Linked DNA regions of Oryzias latipes: region 1 is linked to region 2. The links are chromatin contacts, called in public Hi-C maps. All regions are on one chromosome and are shown on one strand. Each heading gives the region's core, a stretch centred on a gene start, on an enhancer-like site or on the middle of the called end of the contact. The rest is flanking DNA. Distances are from core to core; before and after follow the strand shown.

Region 1 (5,133 bases), core at 482-2,981, 210 kb after region 2:
TTTACACCTAATATCAGACAATAAATAAGACAATAACTCTTGAATATTTTGTTGAGTTATTTGATCTCTAATGAAACTAGTTTATTATAATTTGATAACTTTATATTAAAATGTGTCTTATTATACTTGTACTCTTACTTGTAAAAATATTATACTTAAACATAATTGAACTGGTCTAGAAATAAAAATAGTTCGAGGATATTTTTGGGGGCAAAAACATGTATGTATATAAATAAACCTATTTTTAAGATATTAAACTTTTTTTTAACAATGCACACTTATTTTACGACATAATATTTCCATTGATCAGAGCAAAAAAACTAGAAATTAGTGTTTATAGATAATTTCAAGATTATATTTTGTTTTTAAAGGGCAGAACTTCAAAGCCTATCTTAATATATTTTACCGAAACAAATTCTATTAATTCAATACCTTCTTTTGCTCTACAAGCTTTTTTTTTTTTCACACTTAGAGCTTTAACCTAGAAATAAGGAAATTACTTTAAAAAATGAGTCAAAATCCTTTTGTTCTAAACTCTTAAAAATAGAAAAAAACTCAAATTGCATTTTTGGTTCAACTTTAAGAATGTAATTTCAAAGGTTGTCATTATTTTTGAAACAAAATATGTAGATTTATGTTCAAAGAAGTGTTAGTGTTTGCTGAGGATTTATGAAGATGGACCAAACGGTATTTTCATGTAGTTCATTTAGTTTGTTCAAAAAATATAATTTCTACTTAATACACTGTTTTTTTTGTGACTGTAATCAAGATAAACTACACTTAGGTGATCAAAAACTCAAAAGATACATAAAAATCTAAGAACAAGCAAAATAAAATAAAAAAACGTTACGATATTCAGCAGTTCGCTATCTTTACTTAACAGTTAACTTATGTTATCTTTTTGAATGCTTGTTTGGAACTCGTTGCTAAATTTTGAGATTTCCTGTTAAGAAATAATAACTTGCTGCTTGTACAGATTATTTCACTACTTTTAGGTAATTTTCTTAGTCGACGTCCTTTTGCACATGTTTGGTTGTTTGCAAAGGGGAGCGAGAAAGTTTGGCTCCTTATTGTGAAACAACATTTGGTGAGAAAAATCCAGTCTCCTGCATGTTCAAATTATTTCGCTTTTGAATTAACTGAACATTAACAGGAACATCCTGTTATAAAAAACAACCAAAAACAGTCATTAACACTGACAGGAGGTTCTGGGACTCATTTCAGAGAATATTATGGAGTCAAAGATCCTAAATGAATTGCAGATTGGAGTGTGAGAAGAAGAGCCCCGCCCCTCGCTCTTCTGATGACAGCTGGGATCGCCTCTAGCAGCCTCTTGACCCCGGACAGGGTGAACACAGAAAATGCTCGGGTGGGTGCACCGGGCCTGTTTTCTTCCTTCTTTTGCTTGACTGAAAGGTGTCCCAGCCTATTACAATCAGCCATATTGAATACCAAGAGCCCCCTCCCACGTACAGATCCCATCCACACCCTTGCTGGGTATTTTTGGTTGGAAACAAGAATCCGTCCGGAAAATCTGCGACTGTTCTCAAAGGTGAACAGGTTTGAGCTCAGAGCTGCGCAGAAACCTGTTCCTTCACTCGCCGCAGCACAAAGGCGGCAGTCTGTGTCCAAGCAGGTAATAACTACAGGCCTGAATTGAGGGCCTTTAGTTATCACTGTGTAACATCAACCCAGAGCCAAAGGGAACCAAAGTGGACTATTGTTATTGAACGGGGGAGGGACAGATCCCCTGAAAAGGAGCCTAATCTTGTGTGTGCAGAGCTGAGGGGACGAGAGTGGCGGAGAGGCGAAATGGCGTCTGCAGGGGAATGACACGGAGCTTTGAAGGGCTGATTTGGGATTGTTCTCTTCTTCTGACCCATAGGAGAATCTGATTTGTGAATCAGAGCAGCGCTGCACTTTTATGTAAATGTATTCAGTGTTTGTTCTACACTGAAAACAAAGAAAAAGAAGGAAAATAAAGATCTGGAATGAAACCCAGCAGATGCTTTAAACATAGAACCATTATGAAGATATATTTTTTTGAAATAAGAAGATAAAATTAAAAGAAAAAAGTTTGGGCTGTAAAGTCCAAATCCATTGTCCTTTTCTAACAAATTCCTGTTTTTCTACTTTAAAAACTTGAAAGCAAAGACTGGTATTGCAGAGTAATTAGTTTTAACCAGATAGACAATCAGGCCGGCAACGATAAAAGCTTTTTTGAACTCTACAATCCATAAAACATTTAACCTTTTACTGTTTTTTTTAAATCTTCAGAGTGAAAAATGATGTCAGCTCATAAAGAGTTTGCACAACTTTTTGCTTAACTTTTCATTTCTGGTATTTATTATTAACATCTTTCTAATGCATTATGGAAAAAAAGATTAATTTTCTGAAAGTCATCTTTTTCCTCCAACTTTTAACTTTTTCTTCCTACTAAATAAATAAAAATCCACTTGAGTGATTACTTAAAATGCCACCGAGGAGTTGCATTGTAATCAAAAGCATATTTTTATATTTCGAAATATATGTATATATAACTGTTCAATTCCATTTTCTATGTTTAAAATAGGTTTGGGAGGTCGTATTAAGCCTGTAAAAAGGCTGGAGTCATGCTGCCCTCTAGCGGTATGTGAGCGGAAATGCAGCATTTGTGGAAGATTAATGCCTGACAACAGAGCTTGTGTGCTTCTTTTTTCCCTCTATGTGCTGTGGTTTTATTTTGAAACTATTTCTTTTTAACTCTCGGAAAAGGGATTCTAGAACACGAACAGGCAAAATATGAGTGCACATCAACAACTAATCAGCCCCAAAAGAGCTGTGTAGAAACGTCCTACTTTTGCTTGTGTTTAATGCATCAAGTGGGATAATATTTCGCTTCTTGTCGCCTCTCCTTGAGTAAAAATGCTGTTTCTATTTGTAGAACGTGGGGAGATGTTCTATTTTTTGTTCTAAAATTGATCATACATTCAATTCTTTTGCACAGAGGGTCTTTTAGGGCAGCAGATCTGAACATTCGTGTTTTGTATATTTTCTTAGAAGTATTTGCAAACATGTTTGCATCATCAACCTTTACTCTGAAAATCTAACAACTATTTAGAAGAAAAAAAAAAGGAGCACAATGTGATTAAGTTTACATGTGAATTCTTCTCTTTTCAGCTGTAAAAGAATTTCAAACCTCCTGCTGATTCCTATCAGAACTCTGAACCATTTTGGATCAGCAGGGGGCATTTTTCACTAACTTTTCCTTGGGAATTCCAAATTTTTACCCTGGTAGAGAAAAAAACATCTTCGCTCTAAAGCAGTGTGAGCAAAATTTTAAAAAACAAATAACATTTGTTAGCTCTTCTATTCTTAATTTTAATACAGTTTGCTGTTCCACTAAATCTTCCATTTCCAACTTTATTCTCCATGTATCCATCTATAAGTATTATTCAAATAACTCTTTTCTGCAGTAAACATAATGATACTACAGAGGTTTTATATGTACTTTTAACACATTACATAAAATAAGGCAATACTACTAAGAAATTATAGTATTTTAAATCCACATTTGTCAAAAAAGAAAAACTTAACAACCCAAAGTTCTTTTTTTTTTTTACTTTATTGAACAGAAATAATTCTGGCAGAGCCCAAATGGGTTTATTTCCTCAATTAGTGTTCAGTATTTACACCAGAGACAAAGAAGATAGGCGGACAGAGATGTTTCCAACCAGCAGGGCGGGAGCTGTCGCTTCCATCTGCGCATCAATGACAGCGGCCAGCTGCTGGTGGTGGAGGTTCAAGGCTCCTGTGTGACTCAGAATGAAAAGCATGGATGCTACACACTGCTTTGAACACCGCCAAACTAATAAAAAAAAACAAAAAACAACTAAGACTCTACATGTTTTTTTCATGACTACATCAAGTATTGGAGTAGGAAAGAAAGAAAAAAAGGCTTTTTGTGTCGTTCTTGCATTTGTATGAAACATCGGGCCAGAACCCGACGTCCTTCAGGCATAAAATATGCATAATAAATGTTCAGCTTCAAGAAACTAAACACATACATACATGGCAATTTCAGACCAATTTTTTTTTGAAGGATCGTCCACATGTTGGTTTGCTACCACACCATTTTTCAGGCAAAGACATGTCTGTGTGCTTAGAACAGTTCCCATTTATTTTATTTTGAAAAGAAAGTCGGAGAAACAGGACACGTTACACAACACCTTGTCGATAGATCACAAAATCACAGAGCCTTCAGAACATTTCCCATTGCAAAAATATCCACACTTTGTTTGGGACCTGAGCAAAGAGTCACCGTCTTTGAAGGAGTTGCAACCAGAAAGCTCTTGTTCAAATGCTGCTATGTGGTTTGTAATGTCACATGACTGAACTGTGATTTGAAAAGTGTATTTTAATATCCAAAAATCAACCTTTGTGTGTGTGCAACATTTACCACAACATAGGTGATGGCTAAACCTTCATATTCAAGAACCAAAACAAAAAAAAAAAATTCACAAAGAGTACATTGATAGTCATTCAGAAAACACCACCGTTAAGACAAAGCTTTGCTAAATTTACAGCTGTGAATGTCGTGAGAGGAAATCTTGGCAGAAAAATGTGACACAGCTAAAAGCAGATTTAGAGGAATGGAACGCACCCCGCTACTTTCTTATTCCAAGGCACCAGTTTGCTGCTGTTGGACTCGTCCCGTTTAAGGACTGCTACCAGCTACCACTTTTCTCAACTACCTCCTCATCTAAGGACACAGTGGATTCACTCTTCACAGTGTACTAGCCTGCTGTCTAAAGTAGAAGAAACACTGTACAAAAGAAGAAAAAAAGATGGTCGAAACGAATTTCCATTTTGTTTGTTTTTACTCTCAGACTGCATCATATCGAGGATTTGGAGTCTTTAAGCGTAAAAAGAGACTTTCATTTAAATCTCTGAAACCCACCGGCTTATTTCACAAGAGAGGCCAAATATTCTGGTAAAAAGGCACTGAGACAATATCAGTTCCTCAAACTTTACAACTCTAGGATTGGTTCAGTTTTTGATCAGACCGTCTTTTTACAAAACAAATACTTAAAGAGTTAGAATAAAAATTTTGCACCTCATCTTTGTAAATAAAGGAATCTGATGAGAAACAGG
Region 2 (4,797 bases), core at 520-3,019:
AGTTAAATGATCTACATTGTTTTTAAAAATTGAACAGAAAAAAATACTAAACAAAAATGTACTGAAAACAAATTCCTTCAAGACAGATAAATCTTTTAAATTGTTTTTTTTCCTGATGATAAATGTAAGAAGCTGACATGAATGAAGTTTTAAATGTAATCAAAGAGACAGAACAAAAAAGTGATTATTTAAGTCATTGCGTGAATTCCTTTATTTCTTATTACTATATTTTTATCCATTTGTGTAGCTACACACTATGATAACAAAAAATCACAAATTACATTTACGCTTAATATCTCAAATTATGTTTCCATAACAGTTTATTTCTGTTAGGTAACATCAGCCCAACAAAGGTCTGTCATGTTTCCTGGTAATAAAAATTCTAATAGCTGAAACTGTCCAGGAGACATTTCTCTGGAGAAATCAAACTGTTGTTCTGATGGTGATGATGATAGTATTTCGATTATTATCATTTATTGCCACAAAACACAGCAGTGTTTTGAGCTCAACTCTGAATACATGAATATCAGACATGCATCACAGAAAACATATAATACAAATATCTTAGAAGTTACATGTTTTAAGACTACACCATTACAATGCTAGTTTTTATGCATTTAATTGATGTTTTATGTAAATCACCATAAAACAGGATTGAGAATCCATGGAACAAGTAAAATAACATTTTCCCTGAAAACTAAACTGTTTAAGGTCTTTTTTTATAACACGTACTAAAAAAATATATGAGCACAATAAGAAATCTAGTCTAGAAAGTGATAAAATGTTGTTTTTTTTGTTTTTTTTACTGCACTTGACTCTTAATTAACTCCTGGTACTTTTTTCAGCCAAGTGATTGTTGGCTTTCTTTTGAGTGAGACTCCAAACAATGAGGTGAATTTAGTATTTTTAATGTCGGATTACTGTTAAAGAATGGGTTGCGAAACAATACTTATACAATCAGAACAATATACATATATCTATATATTTTTTTTTAATTACACAAAAACTCCACAATAAGCTGTAAAAAAACAAAAACACCACAATTCTGAGTTGTAACTTTTGTCATTTTCCACTGCAAAAAACAAACTGTTTTGTGTTATATAACTAAGATTAAATGTGTAGAGACAAATTAAAAATGTATAAATCTAGAACCAAAGCAAAGAAAAGGTAAAAAAAACAAAAAAAACAGGCGAAGCTCCACTGAACTACAGGTTTTTCAGTGTTCCAAGGGTTTATTCAAATGAGTGTCAGTATTATGAGTCATAACTCTTAGTATCGCTTTGTTATGACAAACATCTTAAAGCTAAAAACTCTTTGAAGCCTTCATTGAATTTTGAATGAAAACTACAGTAATGGGGGGGGGGGGGGGGGGGGGGTCAGTGTCCTTCTCACATCAGTAGAAAGACCAGTGAGATTCAGAGAATACCATAGGTTAATGTCTTTACACCTTTTTGTCAAACATGCACACATATGTATTAGACAGTTACATTATGGTCCCTTTTGATTGATGCTTTCTGAGGCATTTGGAAATAATCATCAAAATGCTCTGTTGATTTTAGTTCAGACCATTTACTTTTACAAGACTTTGGTTATATTTACGTACAGACATCTACAAACAACTAAAACAGTGAAAAGACGTCAATGTTTACTCAGACTTCCATCTGCAGGTGAGACGACATCCTGCCTAATAGCTTTTTAATTGACTATCACTGTCATGCCCTTCTAGTGATGTTGCATTACTTAATGAAATCATTTCTCAGATGGGAAACATGATCCACTCTCAGCAGCCCTGGGAGAGCGTCTGTGGTTTTTCCGCTCCACTTATCACAGTCAGCTGCTGCTTTACTGAACGAGGAGGAGTGGCGTCGCGGCAGATTGATGCTCCCTCTTGACCCGATTGACACTAACAAGATCTCATCGTGGATGAGGGTGAAGTGATGCATATAGTCGACGGGTGTGTTAAGGATCCCGTGGCCTTTCATCAGAGTGACTTTGAACAGAAAACAGAGGTGGACCAGAGCCATGAGACCCTCATCCGCCTGGGCATTGCTTCTTTTCATTCTGATTGATGGAGCATTAAGAGCATGCACAGGTACAGGAACTTCTGATTTTTTATTTTACTTGCAAACGTTCTGTGATGTTTTTAGCTTATTCTAGATATAAAAGCATCTTCACTTTTAAATTAAAGTTCTTTATGAAAGCTTTTCAACCACTAAGCAAGTGGCATTATTGGATCATTTCAGTTGAGTCGGCAGCATGTATTTTGTGTCAACATTTATCAGAGTAACATAAATGTCTTGCTTGTTTGTAGATTACCAGACTAAAAAAACAGCACTGCTTTTAATAGACCTGTTCCAATAACACGCTTCAGTTTAAGATGCTGATAAGGCTTAAGTGCTTGATGCGATAAAGTCAAAAAGAGCAGAATTGAACAACTAAAAACGAAGACATTTTATTAGGTTAAGACAAATAAAACATTTGGAGCTTTCAGAGGATTGCCACCAAGAACGTGGGCATTTTTTTTTAAAATCAAGATTTTATTCTGAGCTGCAAACATTGAATTAAGATCAAGTTTTTAAGAGCTGGGTATTTAAATCAACTGTAGCCCGACTCATGGGAAGAAATCTTTATGTAACAAAAATAAAAAGGTGCAATAAAATATTCTACAAAATGTTTCTATCCCTTCCTGCATATATTGCAAATGAAATCCAGGAAATTCACCAAACCGCCCTAAATGTCGATCATAACTCCGGACCTGATTTCACTGCTTATGGTAATTTAAGGCTATTGGTTTCTCTTAGAAAGCAAAGAACTTAATTTGACCGTAGGACAGACTTTACTCCAGTTTCGGCAACTAGTAACAGATTCTCTGAAACTGAACAAAAATGTTATAAGATGTCTACAGATGTTGGCTATGAAGGCTACAATGGGATTATTAAGTTGCAATGCCTCAAACACAGAAAACTTCTATTTCTACGATCGTCACCTTAGAAATTTTGAAGCCATTATTAACATTTTCAAAAAAATATTTGTGGGATTGTTTGAAAATGATAACATCATTACAGTGAACTGATCCAGACTGGACAGACAATAGAAGCATCTTTATGCGTTTGGATGTTTTGTATTTTAGTTGCTGAGGTCTGCTTTTGCTGTTGTGATTTGTGTTGTTTATTGGTTGGTTTTCCAAACTTTGTGTGCTACATGTCAAATTTCAATAACATAATTTGGAAAAACAGAAAATAAAGACATTTGATGACATTTTTACATGAATATGCACTAGTTTTGAAAATCCAATCAGAAGACCAAAGTCTGTCAATTCTTCATGTAGTTGAACCTTCTTTAACAAAATAATGACCCACTCTTTTGCTTATGAATAAAGTATGTCAAAGCAAACGCTTAACCCCTTTTGTGTCTTTTCAGCAAAAAAACTGGGCAGCAGCAGCAGCAGCAGCAGCAGCAGCAGCGGACGGTTTGCCAACGCTACTTTGGTGCGTCTGTCTGAGTTTCTGAGTTCAGGATATAAGAAAGGCGTGAGGCCGGTAAAGGACTGGAGGACGTCCACCATCGTTGCTATAGACCTCATGGTTTACTCCATTCTCAACGTGGTGAGTTGGAACTCATGCATGTCTTTAATCAGTGCTGGTGGTTGCACACTAGCTTTACACATTTGCATCTTTGATGTCATTTTGTAACTAGAGCGTTTTAGTCTTTATTTAATGTAATTCTGTAAAACTGCGGTTTATATAAACTGGAGTTTGGACTGAATTGAAAAAGGGTTTTGGACTTTGGCTGTTTTTGAACTTTGCATATATAGTGAATTATCGTTGCACCTATGTGTATTTATTTGATCAGTTCTAAATAAACACATACCTTAATAAATACGTAATCTAAGCTCACCATGTTTCGCATCTATGCTGGCAAAATAGTACTTTTGTGTTTGAAAAACTTTAACCCTTAGCAGTCTTTGTCCTCACATGTGAGTTTTCCAATAGCATCTTACATTGGTTTCAGCTATAGACAGTTTACATTCACAAATTTAGCGTAAAGATTTTAAAGAGTTTCTATTTTGAAACCTTTGGTTAAAGCCCAACATAAAAAGAGCTATGACACATTTTTATGACACCCTTTGAATAAACCTTTAGAACATTGAATAAGCTGTAGTTCAGTGATTTATTTAGACAATTTTCACATCGTTTTGAATTTGTCTTGGTTTTGATTTAAGCTTTATACATTTTTAGTTTGTCTCATCATGTTTGATCTTTGTTAGACAACATAAAAATATTTCAATCCAAATTGACAAGTGAGATTTTTGGGCAGTTTCAGTTTCTTTGTGGAATCGTGTTATGAAAGGAAAACTATAATTATATATATATATATATATATATAAAAAAAACAAGAATCTGGGGTTTTGACTAAATATTAACAGAGCAAATTGTGAAGCCAAAAACTTTAAAAAGACCCCGGACTTCTAAGGGTTAATGGTTATTTATTCAATGACCAGACCAGCCACCAGCAACCTGATATCTTGCATCAAATTATGTGTTTTCAGTGACTCTGATTTCTTCATGTTTTCCTCTAAAGGATGAGAAGAACCAGGTTTTGACAACATACGTGTGGTACAGACAAGTAAGAAGGATGAGCGATTCAGATATTCATATGATGAGCAATTTGTCATTTTGTCGATCTAAATAGTAGCGACATTCCTCAATAAAACATTGATGCATTACCTCTTTTTTACATTTTTCAAGCACCTTTCTTTGATGTTGATTATTGCAGTCGTGGACGGATGAATTCCTG

The links. A called contact is a pair of places that touch in the nucleus more often than the background predicts.
Region 1: a contact with region 2 is called in a Hi-C map of embryo, with 3 times the contacts expected there. The contact joins the enhancer-like site here to the promoter of LOC101164994 in region 2. A contact is called at or near these places in 4 of 5 Hi-C or Micro-C datasets (embryo, fibroblasts and gastrula embryo).

Annotation. Positions count from the first base shown.
Region 1 is chr14:25,503,925-25,509,057 of ASM223467v1, forward strand. It overlaps LOC101173164 (neural cell adhesion molecule 1), which reads right to left. Exons shown (of 20, transcript XM_023962560.1): 20 at 3,586-5,133. Among protein-coding and RNA genes, the nearest start is that of zbtb16, 37 kb to the left of the region's middle. Within about 2 kb of position 1,732, at least 4 of the 8 cell types and tissues checked have an H3K27ac peak or open chromatin away from gene starts, as enhancers often do. A contact at or near this core is called in embryo and gastrula embryo, where this site is marked.
Region 2 is chr14:25,292,627-25,297,423 of ASM223467v1, forward strand. LOC101164994 (5-hydroxytryptamine receptor 3A-like) reads left to right here and starts at 1,770. Exons shown (of 9, transcript XM_023962802.1): 1 at 1,770-1,806; 2 at 3,421-3,605; 3 at 4,582-4,626; 4 at 4,777-4,797. The coding sequence starts at 1,770.